Regions from separate parts of the Columba livia genome. Here region 2 is linked to region 1. The links are chromatin contacts, called in public Hi-C maps. All regions are on one chromosome and are shown on one strand. Each heading gives the region's core, a stretch centred on a gene start, on an enhancer-like site or on the middle of the called end of the contact. The rest is flanking DNA. Distances are from core to core; before and after follow the strand shown.

Region 1 (5,581 bases), core at 2,081-4,580:
AATAACTTCCAATAGCCTGTGCTTTGAATTTTTTCCCTTCACATTAGAAAAATGATAAAATATAATTTTTTCCCCAATATTTAAGTTCTGATAACACATATTGCATCAAATTTGTTATAAGCAGCAGAAATCCACGTGATCCTAGGATGTCTCCTGGATGTTTAAGTCTATTGTTCTCTACAAGCATTCACACCATTAATCCTTTTATAAACCACTCAAAATCCAAGCTACAGCTCTTTAGGCTCTTGACCCTGTAAGTCCTTTTCATAAGGCTGTTTCAGTACCTCTCACGGATGGCTGTAAAATATTCTTATCATCAGATCAAGCTTAGTCAATATTATATCCACTCATTCTTGTGTCATGTTTGCCCATTAATTCATGTGTCTCACTGGCTGGCATTTATTCCTATCCTGTCATACACAGCACTCAGTCTCCCTGGGAGTCTAACAGGCTGTGAAGATGAGAGATCTGTAGGTAAGAAGTTGGATAAGAAACTGCCTATCACTGGCACAGATAAATAATTAAATTTGAAGTAGCATGTACTCAACTTTCTCTAGTTGTGCTCTGTTTTCCTTGAATGTTTCCCATTAATAATCATGGCACAAGAACCAAGAAGTGTAGCAATACTAATTTGTAAATGCTGTATGACAGCAAAAAAATCATTACCAATACTGGAAATAATTATCAAATTCTATCGAGTCACTTCTAACAGGGTAACAGTTCAAATCCCCCGAAAAAACAATGAACACGTCAGCTTCCAGTGTTCAGTACTTTTGGAATTTAGTGACTTTTAGCACTCATTTTATAAACTCTAACGCTGTTGAAAGGAAAAAAAAAAAACGAGGGTTCAAAGCAAAGTATTAATTGAATCCTAGTTGAATGTACAATACAGAACTCCAAGCTGCTAAGTATTTACAAACCACTTAAAAATAGTCATTAATTTATTGCTTCAAGAGAGCAAAAGTAATTAAACACTAGAGAGATGTTTGAGTTAGCAGGCAAAGTTAGAGATCCTAAGCATTTCAATTCCATTTGTGACATACAGATAAAAGCAGGAAGGCCCGGAGAAAGTGTTTCTGATTTTGAATAGCATCTCACAAAATTATTTTAATCTTTCAGCACAAGAGGAAGCAAAGATCTCATAGGCATACTATGAAAACATAAAAACCCTAGAAAATACCACATTTCGTCTTCTAAAAATACGAAAAGTGGCCAGACAACACCTAATGAGCACGTAGAAATTTGCATAAATAGCCACATAGGTCAGCTTTTAGTATGTGACAATGGACAGTAAGGACACACAGGAAAAGCGCAGAATACCAGGAAAAGTGCACAATGTGCACCCTTGCAGTCCTAGTTATCTGTATTTCAGAAGTTTCCTTACCCGAGTCTTAGCGCTATGGGTTAAAAATGTTGACCTTTCTTCCACAAACTTTAATAAAGTTTCAGCATCCAAAATAGTCTTTCTTAATGAGACTGCAATTTATTTCCCCATTGTGTAAAACGAAAACATTTTGTTTTAAGTCTGTTGCTCAATCATTTAACTGTATGTTCTCCAGTTCCTCTGCAATGATGACATTTTCATAACCATTCCCAATTTCCCTTTTTCATTCTGCTCAGTTTTATAACCATCACCCATCTATCTTCCAGGCTAGATAGATCTAACCTATTTAGAGTTTCTTCATGCAGGAATCATTACATAGCTCTCACCACCTTATTTTGTAAAAAGAAACTAGGCTTTTTTTAAAATAATGTAATACACTTTAACAAGAAAATACACTGCTTGAGACACAGGTATGTGGTAGATCCCTGCAGCAATATAATGACATCTTCTATTTTATTTTAAACTTCCAGTGTTTAATTTACCTATTTGCTTGCTACAAGGCATTGAACAGAGATTTTGGAGAACTGCTCACAATTCCTTCAGCTAATCCTTTTTTTGGGATGCTAACAGCTCAGTTCAAAGCCATATTTCCCCACAAAAATTATGTATGCATACATTTCACACTTCTTATGTGCATTACTCCATTCATGCTAATACTGGATTTCACATCCCATATTACTATCCAGACCCTTGATATTGCAAAATCTTTTCACAACGGTTTGCCATTTTGATCCCAATTGACATTTTTAAGCATTAAATGTTAGCTGACTCTTCACTTTGCTCCCTTGGCTTCCACAAATCACAAAGGCACTTGGAATTTGCTTCTTATCTCACAAACTTTTCACCACAGACTATGGCACAGTTTGAGCTTGGTGGTGGTGAGTTTTGAGGTGGGTTTTTTTTTAGAGCTCTAAGTTCAGCACATTGACCACAACACCCTCATGTACTACCCTACTGATTCCTTCCAAGAACTCATACAGACCTGCAACTCGTGCCTACCACTGAAATAACCCTTCTCTCTGAATACACATAAGAAAAAACCTCAAATGACCTGCTTTCAATCTGTTCTAGCAAACAGATGTCAAAGCCTGAGAGGTACCAGTATGAAGTTTACTTCCTCTATTCAGTAACATTTCAGACCCACGTACAGAGTCCGTTCACTAAAAAAATGCTGACAGCTTCAGATTAGTCACCGAATTATGCTCTGGGAATATTTCATGGCTGAAAATTATTAGGAAACAAAGAGAAGGGGGCGCTGCGAACCACACACGCTCCCCCACAGCCCAGGGCACGGTGCCCTTTCATTTCCTTCAGTCAATCTGAGCGAAGAGGAACCACCAGAGATTGAGAAAGCGGGGGAGGGGGAAGAAGCGGGGTGAGAATGGGGGACAGGAGCGCTGCCCGCCCAAGCCGGCCAGCCCTCCGGCAGCTTCTCGCCGCGCACGGAGCGCGGCGGGCGGGACTCACCGCACAGCATGAAGAGCAGCACACAGGCCAGGGTGGCCACGATCACCAGCAAGGTCAGCCCGATGCTCTGCCACATGGCGCCAGCCGCCTCCCCCTCGCCGGCGGCGGGGGCCCCCTCCTCAACGACACCTCCCCGCCGAGGCAGCCGCTCGGCCGGGCTGGGCCGAGCCCCACCGACGGCCGCCCCTGCGGGAGAGACAGCAGGGGCGGTCGGGGCCCAGCCGGCCCCTCGGCGGGTCACCCGCAGCGGGCCGCCGCGGGGCTGAGGTGAAGGCAAACGCCCGCCGGCGGCTACATGAAGGAGGAGGCCGCGCCTCGCATCGCTGCCCGCTACCCCGGGGAAGGGAGGGGGCAGCCCCGCGGCCCAGCCGGGAGGGCGAGGTGAGCCGAGGAGACGCGGGCTGAGCCGGCGGCAGCACCGGCGCTGTCTCCTCCCGCCGCTTAACAGCCCGGCGCGAAGAGCGGCCGTGGAGAGACGGGGCGGGCCTCCGAGTGCGTCGTGGTGACGCAGAGCGCGGTGGATGCTGGGAACTGTAGTTCGCCTCCTCAAGTCCCGGCGGCAAGAGCGGGAGGCGCCCCCGCAAGGGGGACAACAAGTCCCGGCGTGCCCCGCGCCGCCCTCCCTGCTTGGGGCTGAGAGGCGACCGCGGCACGGGCGGCACTGAGGGCGGGGGTGACGCAGGGTGGGCTGAGCGGGTGCCCGGCCAGGCTGTGGGAGGCAGAGCAGGGCGAGAGGGGGCAGGCAGTGTGGTAAAGACACATGTGTGGCCGTGGCTGGAGCCTTGAGCAGAGCAGAGAGCCTGTAGTAGACAGGTTGCTCCCCGTGCAGTGATTGATTTAGCTCAGTCCTAAGGATGGGGCAACCTCATCTCTTGTTCCTCTTTCTCCCTCTTGTCATTGCTGCCCTGGCTTCCCCGTGCCCGGGTTGATCGGAAAGGGGACAGCAGGGCCACCAGTCCTTGGCCAAGGCAGCGTTTCTACATATGCGCCAGCCCAGCATGGTTCAAATTCCACATGGCCTTGACTCTTGCTTTCTGTTGACATTGTAGCGACACATCAAAGCTGGTCTTTCCCTCTTAAGAGAAATCTGAGGAAATAATAACTTCCCGGAATCATGAGATAATCTTGATTCTGACATGGACTTTACTTTTAGAACTGGAATAAGGTTATAACTTTCATTTGTTGTGTGGGAGGTGCTGGTTAATGTTTCTAGAACTACTGAAAATGTTTGTTTGAATCCGCTACTGCAGAAGCCTAACTTCCCATGTAGATGTCACCATTGCAGTGAGATGTCAGAGAAAGCTTATCCACGGGTCGGGTCAAAGCAGGAGCATTTTACTTGCTTCCATAGAGCAAATGGTGCAAATCAGAAAGATAACGACTAGCAAAAACAAGAGAGATGTGGATGCTGAGGGCACAGGCCTTATTTTCAGGGTGTGAGAGCTGATACATCTAGACTAACCAGATGTTTTGCAGCAGTCAGTTAACTGGTGTTTGTGTTTGTGCAGCAAGACCAGGTGAGGAATGGGATTATCCCTCCTTCACCAGGAAGAGGATTGAGGCTGAAATAGATGTTCAAAGTGTCAACATATTTGGTGCCCCTTTTGGCCTCCTTTTCAGCCAGTGTATGGCAAAAATCTCATGTTTCTTTTGCATTTAATTTATTTGTAGCACAGCTTTCACTGATGTCAGGTGCAGCTGCTCAGCACTTTGACAAATGCACATTTAGTTACCCTCAGGCAGCCAGCAGAAGGAAGAATAGAATCTTCGACTAGCTGTAGAAAAAATATTTGAATGATCTCCCCATGACCACGTGGAAATTATGTTAAATAAACTCTGTATTCTAGTCCAGAACAGGAATTTCAGCCACTTTAACGAGATTATCTTTTGTCCTTTTCCAGATCCTTGCATCATTCATGGCCTTCTGTTTGTTTATCATCCGCACCATGCATTAATGTAGCAGGAGTCTTGCTGAAGGCTATTGTTGTAAATAAGGATTATTAAAATGAATATGCACAGGAAGAGCAAGTTAAAGTAATCCAGGCAGTTTTTGTTCTACAGCGTCCTAATCTTTTAATCCTTTTCTAGGCACATACAATATCTTCAAAGGTGACTGGCAACCATGCCAACTGTTGTAGCCAAAACAACATATAGGGGCTTGACTGCCTGTCACTTGTGCCCCAGCAGCCAGCCAGGTAGTGACAGTTCATGCAGAAGGAGCAAAATGTAGCTCTTTCTTCTCTTCAGAATGCACTTGGTGACCTTCCCCCCACTACTTTTCCTTTGGCATGAATACATTTCCGTTTCCCAGGGCAGGAGTTGGGAGAACATCCTCCTTCCACCCCTTTCCCTCCGTGTTATGTTGTTGTGCATCACACTGTCAGCTCTTTGACGAAGGACTCTGGTGTAGGTCTCACCACAGCAGGACCGTGATCTCAGACTGGGACCTCCATATGCCACCATAATGCTAAGTATGGAGAGAGCTCATTCACATCCGTCCACAATTCACAGCAAGTTAACGCCACCAGACTCCTCAGAGGAGATGGGCAGACAATGAGGGACAGAGCATCTAAATATGGTCTTTTGTGACCATTCAGCTTCAGCTTTTGTTTTGGAGCTGTCAGATTTTCCCCAGTTCTAGGCTGACTTAAATGAACAATATGGACTATTTAAATAAAGATGATAGGCATAAGAGGGATGATAAAATTCTCTTTATGTAAATTTAGAAAA
Region 2 (5,581 bases), core at 1,934-4,433, 150 kb after region 1:
TTGGAGGATGTAACAAGGGTTCTCAGTGTCAGTCTTTTAAAACAAAACCCACTTGCATTAAGATATGAAAAATACAATATACAGACAGCAGTGCCTTTTCCACTTTTGTATAGAACATTTAGGCAGTTGCATTTTCGATCTTCTCAATCACATATCTTCAGTGACTTCATGCAGACTTATGATTTAAGAGGCTTTTCCATTATCTGCAATCCAAGCCGTCCAACCATCAGTAAACTGTTGAACAGAACAATCATTATTAAAAAAAACAAGGGAGGCAAAAATCCCATAAAGAAGAAGGAAGGAAATATTGACATGTTTTCATTTGGCTGAACTCCACCGTAAGATTTCATTTTTCTCAGAACTTACCACATAACATTTTTAAAACAATATAATCCACAAATAAGTTAAATAAAATGCCTACTTGAAAATACAGACAAGAACAAAAGACAAGTGACTACCTGGCACCAGCAATTATCCCAGGCATTGCTTTTCTGGAGTTGTAAAACCTCATTCCCATAACAGCAGACAAAGTTCCAGACGCCACTGTTGAAAAAAAGCCCAGTCAGAACCATTTGGAATAGAAATACCAGCGCAACGCTGCAACGCTTGGACATTGAGCAGGGCCAGCCAAATAGGCCTATGGCTATGGATAGGAACGCAGGGAACTGTACACAAACATGTCACTTATTTTTGCTGAACAGTAGAACTATTGCAAGCTTCTCAGCAGCTTTGGCAAGTGTGTTCCACTGCTCGTAAGAAGCGAGTAGATCTCATCAGGGTTGAGACCGCTGCCTCATTGCCCACGACCTCCAATCCTCCAGGCAGATTGCTAACTCCCCCTCGCTTTCTGTTTGCAGAAGGATTATTTCCTTCAATACAGATAGGCTTAAAACTCCCAGAAAGGTCAGACAAAGTTCCCTCTGTGGGAGGTAAATATTACAGTTTCTCTGTGACATTCTGAACTGGGAAGTGGCACTAAATACTGCAACTAAAAATAAAACACTGCTATCAGAAAATATGAATTAGCAAACAGAAAGCAATCTAAGGGATCAAACTGAAAGAGCGACTAACATTTTAAACATTACTCCAAATTATTTAATCTCCAAGTCCAGAAAAATAATCCTACTGATAATCACATAAAAGTTACAGGGCCATTGTTTCCTCAAAAGGCAGGTAGAGGTGTTGTATACCTTTCTCCAAAGCTTCAAGTTTGTTTGCATCAGACAGGGCAAAAGATATTCTAAAGATATTCTGTCAAGATTCTTTTTCTGTATTTCTACCTTGAGGTACTGTGACCAACCTAAAGCTTAGTGGGAGCCACAAACTCATGCTGGAGATGCACAGCCGCTCCCACAGCACACCAGTGTGGAGGAGAAAGTCCAGAAGTGGAAAGTTTACTTCACATTAAGCTGTGTTTTACATTTAATTCCTTACTGACAAGGTAGTCTGGTCCTCTGCAGTATCTACCAGGGGCTTCATGAAACCTTTCAGCACATTACATGATCAAGTCTTATTGGTTTGAAATAGTCTTAAATCACTGTAATGCTCTAGTATCATAACACTAATAATACTATAGCATAGTTACAGAACTGGAAAGAACCTCAAGAGGTCATCTAGGCTAACCTAGTGCCCAAAGGCAAGATCTGTTCCTGATGGATACTGATCTAACCAGTTATTAAAGTCCTGCAGTGGTGGAAGTACATGAGGTTCACCTGATTTCTTCCAGTGCTTCATAATACTTCCCACTGTCATTTTATCCTTCTGCTTCACTCAAAGAGTTAAGTGCAAGCTAAGCCCACATCTTCTTGTCCCATCTACCACAAGCAAGGAGAATATATAATTCCCTCCTTTCTTCTACATATTTCACTGTTTCTTCCACAGCATATGATGCATTACAACCTATACTGCTCTTCTTCTGAGATGCTTGTGCAAGCCAATATTCCATAAAGCCACATACTGCTTGTCACAGTGCTGTCACTGTTGCTAAAACGCCTATTCCATGACCATAAATTAAAAATGCTGCATCACAACCAAACATTTTTCATATACTTCTCCTGTGCCTACATTAGTTTAACATGGTTATCTTGTCTGACAGAGGAGATGGTTGTTTCTCACCAGCTCTGGCTTCCAGGACAACCTAGGTTTTGGAACCAGGCTCTGTGTTCTTACATAAATACCTCCTGACTATGGGCAGGAGGCCTTGCCACTGCTTAAAACATTTGTAAAAATAAAAGGGCACCGACAGGCTGAAATGTGCTAGAAAAAGAAGTTACTGCTCCCACTGCTACCAGCGATGCTTAGTCCTTGGGTGCTGGGTAAACTTACCGAGGGAAAGCCAGACATTCTTTGGATCTTTGGACTGCTGGTAGGCACCTAGTCCTGCTAAGCCACCGAAGAGAAGACCAGCTGCGAGAGAAGGGGTGCTGCCTTGAATAAAACGGAAGATAAAGCAGTTAGTGAAAGAGCACTTACACAGCAAGTCTGCAAAACAAACAAAACGACTTGCAAGTACACATTCACTACTAAAAATATAAAAATAAGAAAAATAAGAAAACATAAACCACAAAGCAAACCTAAACCAAACAGAACATAGCAAGTTGTTTTTATTAGCATGGCACTTCGCAGGCCTCGGCCGAGCACCGTTTCCATGCAACAAGGATTTCGCGCAGTTTGCCGGGTGACTCCCCGCGGAGGACCGGGCCCGGGCACCCGAACTCGCCGCAGCCCCGGCTGAGGCGGCAGCCCCAGCCCCCCGCGGGGCCGGCAGACACCCCGCCAGCTCCCAAGGCGGGATTTCAGCCCCGGACGCCGGCCCGACAGCGACACAGCCCTTCCCCGCGAAGCGCTGGGACACCCCCCGCCGGTCCGGGCGAAGCAGAGCGAGGCGCTGCCTGCGGGCAAGGCCGGGACCCGGGACGCCGCCGCTGCCGGCACCTACCTGCCTTGGCGTAGCCTACGACGCCGCCCGCCGCCACCAGCGCCGCGTAGCCGAAGCCCAGCCAGTCGTACTCCATCTGCGGGCTGCGCAGGCCGCAGGCAGCGCCCGGCCTCGCCCCTCCAGTCCCGCTCCGACCTTGGGCCGCCCTCCCCGCGGCGGTGCCGCCTCTGCCGGAGGTCCCTCCCGCCGGCCGTGACGGGCACCCGGGGGCAGGTCGCTCGCTTGGGCGGGCGGCAGCTGCGTGGCCAGGGTCAAGGACCGGGGCTAGTGCGGGGGCAGCAGTGTCGGGGCTCCTGCGAGCTTGGGTGGTGCGTGGGCTGCGGTGCGGTCCGGCCCTGAGGTTCCGCGGGAGTAAAGATCCCGCACCGGTACTGACATGGGCCAGACTCGGTTTAGGAGCTTAAATTTATTGCCAGTTAATAACAGAGTAGGAAAGTGAGAAATAAAACAAGATGAAACCTCCCTCTCCCCATCTTCCCAGGCTCAACATCACTCTAGACTCCTCGGAGAAAGGGGAGCAGGGCTTGCAGTCAGTCCCACTCCTCATCTCCACTGCTCCTTCCTCCTGATGCTCTTCCCTTGCTCCAACGCGGGTCATTCCCACGGGCTGCAGTTCTTCACGAACTGCTCCAGCATGGGTCCTTTATACAGGGTGCCGTCCTTCAGGAACAGACCTCTCCAGCCTGGGTCCGCCACAGGGTCACAGCTCCTGGCAGCAAACCTGCTCCAACCTGTCTTCTCTCCACCCGTGTGGGGTCCTCCACGGGCTGCAGGTGGATTTCTGCTCCACCGTGGACCTCCATGGGCTGCAGGGGCACAGTCGGTCTCACCACAGGCTATAAAGGAATCTCTGCTCCTGTGTCTGATGCATTCCTCCCTTCTTTCTGCTCTGACCTTAGTGTTTGTAGGGCTGTTCTCTCACATTTTCTCGCTCCACTCTCTCAGTTTCTACTCTGCAGCATTTTTACGCTTTCTGAAACATGTACCACAGAGGCACCACCAGCATCAATGATGGGCTCAGCTTTGGCCAGCGGCAGATCTGTCTAGGAGATGGATAGAGCTGTCTCTGTCTGACACAGGGACATCTCCTGGTGTCTTAGAATCATAGAATCATTTCAGTTGGAAGAGACCCTCAGGATCATCGAGTCCAAGCATAACCTAACTCTAGCACTAAACCATGTCCCTAAGAATCTCATCTGAATGCCTTTTAAACACCTCTAGGGATGGTGGTTCCACCACTTCCCTGGGCAGCCTGTTCTAATGCCTGACAGCCCTTTCTGGGAAGAATTTTTTCCTAATATCCAATCTGAACCTCCCCTGGTACAACTTGAGGCCATTTCCTCCTGTCCTGTCACTTGTCACTTGGGAGAAGAGACCAACACCCTCCATGCTACAACCTCCTTTCAGGTAGTCGTAGATAGCGATCAGGTCTCCCCTCAGCCTCCTTTTCTCCAGGCTGAACAGCCTCAGTTCCCTCAGATGCTCCTCAACACACTTGTGCTTCAGACCCGTCACCAGCTTCACCGCCCTCCTCTGCACTCTCTCTAGTATTTCAATGTCCTTCTTATGAGGGTCCCAAAACTGAATGCAATATTCAAGGTGGGGCCTCACCAGCACCGTGGACAGTGGCATGATCACTTCTCTAGTCCTGCTGGCCACACTATTCCTGAGACAAGCCATCTGTCTTCTCACAGAAGGCACCCCTGCAGCCCCTCACTACCACAACCTTGCTACATAAGCCCAATACAGATGTCAAAAGAAGGCCTTTGGATTCTCCAGAAATTCTGCTGACAGTGTGCACGTGCTGAGCGATGGTGGTGATGTGGTACAGGGCACAATCCCCAGCACTACATGGAGTAGCCGCCCTGGCACTGCACTGGACGGAGCCCCAGATCCCAAGGGAGGGTGCAGCTCTCCCGGACTGGGACTGCAGAGGTGCCTGGGACTACTCAGCTGGACAGTAGCTTAGCATGAAAGGCCTTGGGCACCCCAGGGTGTCACAAGAAGCTGCACATGAGGCAGCAATGTGCCATTGCAGCAAAGGTAGATGGCACCCTGAGTTGCATTAGGCAGGTGAAGGGAGGTGGTACTTCCCCTCTGCTCTGTGGTGAGACAAAGTTGGAGTGCTGGGTCCAGTTCTAGGCTCACTGGTGCAAGGCAGACATGGACATACTGAAGCAGGTCCAGCAAAGGGCTATGAAAATCATTAACAGCTTGGAGTATCATTCACACAAGAAGTGGCTGAGAAAGCTCCGACTGTTTTAGCCTCGAGAACAGGAGGCTTAGGGTTATCTTATCAATGTGTATAAATACCTGATGGGGAAGAATAAAGAAGACAGAGCCAGGGACTTCTCAGTGGTACCCAGTGACAGGACAAGGGGCAGTAAACACATGTTGAAATACAGGAAATTACATTTCAAATTAAATAACATAATTTGCACTGTGAAAGTGGCCAAACACTGGAAGAGACACTCAGGGAAGCTGTGAAATATCTATCCATGGAGATATTAATAACACAACTGGACACAGCCCTGATCAAGTTGACCTTGCTCTGAGAAAGGAAGGTTAGACTCAATGATCTTCAGAGGTCCCTTCCAACCACAGCAGCTCCGTGATTCTGTGTGACACAAGTTCCACAAGATT

Evidence for each region. A called contact is a pair of places that touch in the nucleus more often than the background predicts.
Region 2: a Hi-C map of liver shows a contact between it and region 1, with 6 times the contacts expected there. The contact joins the promoter of LOC135578534 here to the promoter of SMIM13 in region 1. A contact is called at or near these places in 2 of 2 Hi-C or Micro-C datasets (crop and liver).

The regions. Positions count from the first base shown.
Region 1 is chr2:70,207,309-70,212,889 of bColLiv1.pat.W.v2, forward strand. SMIM13 (small integral membrane protein 13) reads right to left here and starts at 3,331. Exons shown (of 2, transcript XM_005512547.3): 1 at 2,852-3,331. The coding sequence starts at 2,927.
Region 2 is chr2:70,353,228-70,358,808 of bColLiv1.pat.W.v2, forward strand. LOC135578534 (transmembrane protein 14C-like) reads right to left here and starts at 3,184. Exons shown (of 4, transcript XM_065052426.1): 1 at 2,939-3,184; 2 at 2,326-2,427; 3 at 459-543; 4 at 1-234. The coding sequence starts at 3,014. The coding sequence ends at 177.